2 separate regions of the Mus musculus genome follow, and region 2 is linked to region 1. Evidence: chromatin contacts called from public promoter capture Hi-C data. All regions are on one chromosome and are shown on one strand. Each heading gives the region's core, a stretch centred on a gene start, on an enhancer-like site or on the middle of the called end of the contact. The rest is flanking DNA. Distances are from core to core; before and after follow the strand shown. Region 1 holds the start of Spn (sialophorin). Region 2 holds the start of Asphd1 (aspartate beta-hydroxylase domain containing 1).

Region 1 (2,700 bases), core at 59-2,558:
CTGGCGCCACAACAGCAGTAGCGCCACGAGGGCCAAAACCACCACCAAGGCAATAAGCATGGGCACCAGTAACATGCCACTTGATTCTTGGCTTGGTGACCTGGTGGTTATGGGATCTTGGGTAGACGTCGTGGATGTTTTTCTGCTGGAAACTGAGGTGCCACGGGCCACACTGGAACTCTCCACAGAACTGGTTGCTGTGGTAGCAGGGAGTCCATGCATCTCACTCGAGGGCCCCAGAGACCCAGTAGCTGTGGTGACAGGGGGACCACTGGTCTTGGAGCTTACTGTTGTAGCCACAGAGGGTCCACTGGTCTCGTTAGAGCTTGTTGTCACAGTGGTGGGGGGTGCACTGGTTCCTTTAGAGATAGATGTAGATGCTGCAGTTCCGTCTGTCACAGGATTGGCTGCAGGTCCGTCTGTCACAGGATTGGCTGCAGTGACAGGAGGGTCACTGGCTACATTTGATGGTTCTGGAAGCAGTGCTGATGTCTTGCTGGAAACTTCCTGAGAGGCAGTAGGCTCAGGTACAGGGGTGCTCATGCTGGCACCAGCAGAAGTCTCCAAAGAAGACAATTCAGTAGTTTCCAAGGGGGTCAAAGAAACTGGGATTGTGGTCTGCCCCCAGGGGCTGATGGTCTCCTTCGAGTCCACTGTCCCTGACCCCACAGAAACTGATGGGCTGGCATTCTGGGCTTCAGAGGTACTTGGAGCTGTGATATGTGGGGTAGATGGTAGCATCGTCGTCCTCTGCAGACTGTCTGGGCTCGCCACCTGGACCCAGCATGCCCCAAAGAGGAGGAGAAGGTGCAAGGCCATCTCCAGAGGGACAGGCAGGAGCAGGAGTTGGGACCTGAATGTAGGGAAGTTACAGAAGAACGCGGTTGGGGAGGGAAACTTGGCCAGCCCCACTCCTTCTGCCCACTTCCCTGCCAACTGCCAAGCCCATCTTGTGGTTTAACGTTTTTTTTTTGTTTTGTTTTGTTTTTCCATTCTTGCTTTCACTATTATCAGAGACAACAGGGGAACAGATGGCGCCAGTGACTCCCACCCTGGCCTTGGCAGCTCAGACTCCAGAGCAGCCATGTCCCCCTGGCCTTCATTCATTGTTCCAGCCCGTGGCTCTGGACTCCCTTACCCCCTCACCCTATTCATCTTTTCAAACTATAGGTACATTCCTTCATCCTCTGAGCATCCCCACCCCCGTACCCAGCAAGATCATACCCTCTTACCAGATTAATGGTTAAGGCACAGGGCCAGGGCAAGTACCTCCAGTTCTTCCTGAGGCTTGGTCAGGACTGGGGCAGACTGAGCCCCAGGGGGAAAGGAAGTGGGTCTTGGCTCCACCCACTCCACCCCTGCATCCTGCCCCACCCATTCCTACTCCCATAGTTGCTTGTGGGGACCCAAGGGTTCAGTGGAGGCATGAAAGGATGCTCGGGGTCCAGACGGGAATTCTTAGGTTTTCACTGGAGTCCAAGTGTCAGAGATGAGTGATGGGGAGTAGGGGTGGAGTGGAAGATATGGAGGGGAGAACCGTTTCCTTTCCCTCCCTTGCTCCTCAAGCTGTTTGGCCAGAACCTGAGACCCTGAGACTGTGGGTGCACTTCCTGCCGAAGAGCTCCAAGAAAGCTGCAGGGCCGGGGAAAACCTCTCAACTCTGCTCGTGGTCCTGAAAGGTTTTTAGGGCTGCTGAACCCTGCCAGAGCCACAGGGAATTGAGGTCACTCCTGTGGCCCCCAGTTTAAGCTAGTACTAACATTGCACATGCTATGGTCTTAGAGAACTAGGAGAGCTAGAGCGATGGCTGAAAGGTTTGGAGCCCTTGAAGGAGACCTGTTCAGTTCCAGCTTGGTGGCTCACGACCACCCCATAATCCAGAGGATCCAACGTCCTCTTCTGGCCTCCAAGGGCACCAACCCACATAGGTACAGACAGGTACTCATATACAAATATGAAAATAAATTAAGATTTACTTAACGGCCAGGTGTGGTGGAGCACACCTTTAATCCCAGGACTCAGGAAGCAGAGGTATGTGGATCTCTGTGAGTTCGAGGCCAGCCTGGTCTACAGAGTTGTTCATAATAATAATAATAATAATAATAATAATAATAATAATAGATTTATTTAAAAAAGAAAACTTCTAGGGCTGGTGAGATGGTGGCTCAGTGGTTAAGAGCGCCGACTGCTCTTCCGAAGGTCCCGAGTTCAAATCCCAGCAACCACATGGTGACTCACAACCATCCCTAACGAAATCTGATGCCCTCTTCTGGAGTGTCTGAAGACAGCTACAGTGTACTTACATACAATAAATAAATAAATATTAAAAAAAAAAGAAAAGAAAACTTCTAGAAAGACCTATATTAAAAAATTAACCATGGGCTGGAGAGATGGCTCAGTGGTTAAGAGCACTGACTGTTCCTCTAGAGGTTCTGAGTTCAATTCCCAGCAACCACATGGTGACTCACAACCATCTGTAATGGGATCTGATGCCCTCTTCTGGGTGTGTGTGAAAACTGCTACCGTGTACTCATATAAATAAAATAAATCTTTAAGAAAGAAAGTAACAAAAAGTCTTTAGCTGAGTGGGGTGTTTTATGCAGATTTATCCCAGGGCCTCAGTGCTGCTTGAGTAAGTGCTCTACACCGAGCCGCATGGAACCTCACAGAGCCGCACGGAGCCATCCCCAAGCCCCAAGT
Region 2 (2,700 bases), core at 197-2,696, 190 kb before region 1:
CTAAATAAAGTAGGCTACCTACTGCTCACACCTTTGATCCCAGAACTCAGGAGGTAGTGGGAGGCAGATCTTAGTGAGTTTGAGGCCAACTGGCCTGTATTTAGATTCCAGGCCAGTACTACATAGTGAGATGTAGATTATCTCACTATACTCCCTAGACTAAATAAAAGAGAAATAAGACCCAGGCTTGCCTCAGACTTGTGATCCTCGCCTCAGTCTCCCAGGTGCTGAGATTACAGGCATGCAAGACCATGCCCTGCTCCAAGCAGTCTCTTTTTACAATTTAAAATTCATTTTCTGGGTATTTCCTCTTCAGGGCAAGTAACACTGACCACTTACATTTCAGTGAGAATTTCTTTTAAGTTAAAAGGGGGGAGGGTGGCTGGTGGTTGGAGACAAAGAGTCAGCGTGGGACACTGTGTAAGCCACCACTGACTGGATAGATGCATAAAAACAGAACTCAGATCTGGTTGGGGAAGATTCTGAGAAAAGAACCAAAGTGCAGAAAGAGGTAGTAAAGTAGGAAAGATGGAAGGTTTGTAGACAGGCTATACTCACCCAGATGGCATCTAACCCGAGCATTGGTGGGTCCACAGCGGCCCTCAAGCCGGGCCCCAGGCAGTAGAACGGAAAAGCCAGCATTGCCGAAGGTATTGGCACTCATGAAGCTCCGTAGCCCCCTCAGTGCCCGATAGGCTCCTGGGCACCGCCGGCAGTTGCTGGGTTGGCATCGGCCTGCTTGGTACAGCAGGAGCTGGTAGCACCCAGGGGCCAGGGGTGGGGACCAGCCCCGAGGCAGAGGAGTAGTTCCTGAGAAGTCCCAGCTCACAGCCCCGAAGTCCCGCAAAATGGCGGGAAAGCTGCTCTGTAGGAGCTCCACGTCATGCCTCTGGGCATCACGTGGTACAAAGGGGGACGAAGGCAGGTCTGGTAGAAAAAGTAAGCCAGGGCGCTGAATGCCCATGACCCCTGCCCCTCCTGTGAGGCCAGAGCCTCCCTGAGCTGCCCGCCTCACCCTACCCATCCCAGCCCAGGAGTAACGCCTGGCATAGGCCCGAAGCCGCCTGCTCACTAGACCTTCTGCCCTGGGTCCTTCTCCAGAATCCCCAAGGCCCCTTGGGCCAGTCTGAGAACATACATCAGGCATACCACTAACACCCCCAGCTCGGCTCCCGGTCCCCAGGGCCTGCATGTCTTGGGAACCCAGTCGGTAGCAATACCAAAGGAACAGAGAAGTGAGGGCTCCGAGGAGCATAGTAAGGGCTGAGGAGCCTAGAGGCAGTGGCCATGGAAACATGATAGGCAAAGAGGCCCTGGCTAAGTGGCAAGCTGCATCTTGCAGACCCCAGCTCCCTGGTACCCCCAGTTCTCCACCTGACCCCTCGATGACTGCTTCCTGATTCCCTCCCTTCCACATCCCCACTCCTGTTCACTCCTCCTACAGGCCCCCCAACAAACCTTCCCCTCACTTCCCTCTTTCTTTCTCCCCTTCCTTTTCTATTTGTCTCCACTCGGAGATCACTCTTGTTCTCTCTTCCTTCTGTGGTTCCTCTCTCCTTTCCCCTTCCCGCAGTCTCCTCTTCCTTTCCTCTCTCCACCCTCAGTCTCCCAGTCTCAGCTGGTTTCTCCTCCCTCCACTCCAGCCCCCCTTTCCTTATCGACCCCTTCTTTTTCTTCTAGCTTCCCCTGACAACAGCGGTTCCTACTCCACCTGGCCCGCAGCCCCACTCTATAGCGGCTCTTTCTCTTTCCTCTCTCCTTGACCTGTCTTCTCCCTCGAAAGGGTCGGGTCTGTCCTCTCCGATTCCCGACCTCCTACACACCCCTTCTTGGGCGCCCACTCACCCTGACGTCACTCCTTCCCGCAACCCTCTCTGTTTAGCTACCCAGGACCCCTCCCAGAGGCAGCCGCAGCCCAGCCCTGCAAGGGGGGTGGGGGGAGACTTCTCTCTGGATTTGCCGCTCCAGACCCCCTCCCCCAGCCCTGACCGAGCGCCACGTGGGGTACAGGGACACAGTGCCAACCTCTAGCCGCCCCGCAATGCGAAAAGAAGGGCAGGGCAGACTCGGGGGCGGGGCGAGAGCCCTGACCCGCTCGTGAGGCCGGTGCTCTGGAACTGCGAGTCCGGCCGTGGGCCTGCGGGTCCCTGGAGAGGTCGGCCTGTGACTCCCCTTTCCCCTGGCTTGGCTACGCCAGAGCCAGCACAGAGCAAGACGCGGGTTCGCGAAAGCGGCTTCAGCCAATCAGTGGCTTCAAGGCCGCCCGTGCAGGCGGGGCCGGGAGCTGTCCTCGCGCCCAGGTGCTGAAAGGGCACTCGCTTGCTCAGTGGCAGAGCCAGTAGATCACGGGTGGTAGCCGCTAGGCTGCAGGTCTCTGTCAGGTCGCCTGCTAGAGAAGGGAGTCTCAACACATACCCATCAGGCTCCTTACAAACCTGGATACTCCCCATTTTCCTGCGGGAGGGGCGAGCCCATCCCACCTGAGCTTCCATAAAGGGCATAGTGAAGGCCCGCGGGGAGGTCCGGGTGTGGACAGAGGACATACTGGACAGGCCAGGAAGACGTGAACCAAGCTGTGCCTACTCTTGACACCTTAGGAAGACCAGGTGCAGATACCAGATGTTCTGGAATGGCGCCGGGAGGGAACCTAATTACTACTGGGACCAGAGTTTCCTTCCTCTCCCCTAGGGGCCTCGGGAA

The links. Capture Hi-C pulls out chosen DNA fragments and counts their contacts.
Region 2: a contact with region 1 is called in a promoter capture Hi-C map of liver. The contact joins the promoter of Asphd1 here to the promoter of Spn in region 1. A contact is called at or near these places in 7 of 39 promoter capture datasets (the 3T3-L1 cell line, the SN4741 cell line, cranial neural crest and 4 more), 2 of 484 Hi-C or Micro-C datasets (LSK cells and uterus), 7 of 115 datasets of contacts at active chromatin or transcription factors (the 230-238 cell line, SST interneurons, acute myeloid leukemia and 2 more) and 3 of 9 other capture datasets (adipose tissue, liver and pancreatic islet).

What each region holds. Positions count from the first base shown.
Region 1 is chr7:127,136,515-127,139,214 of GRCm38.p6, forward strand. It overlaps Spn (sialophorin), which reads right to left and starts at 1,309. Exons shown (of 2, transcript NM_009259.5): 1 at 1,233-1,309; 2 at 1-853. The coding sequence starts at 819.
Region 2 is chr7:126,947,713-126,950,412 of GRCm38.p6, forward strand. It overlaps Asphd1 (aspartate beta-hydroxylase domain containing 1), which reads right to left and starts at 1,447. Exons shown (of 3, transcript NM_001347657.2): 1 at 559-1,447. The coding sequence starts at 1,417. It also overlaps a transcript of Kctd13 not described here.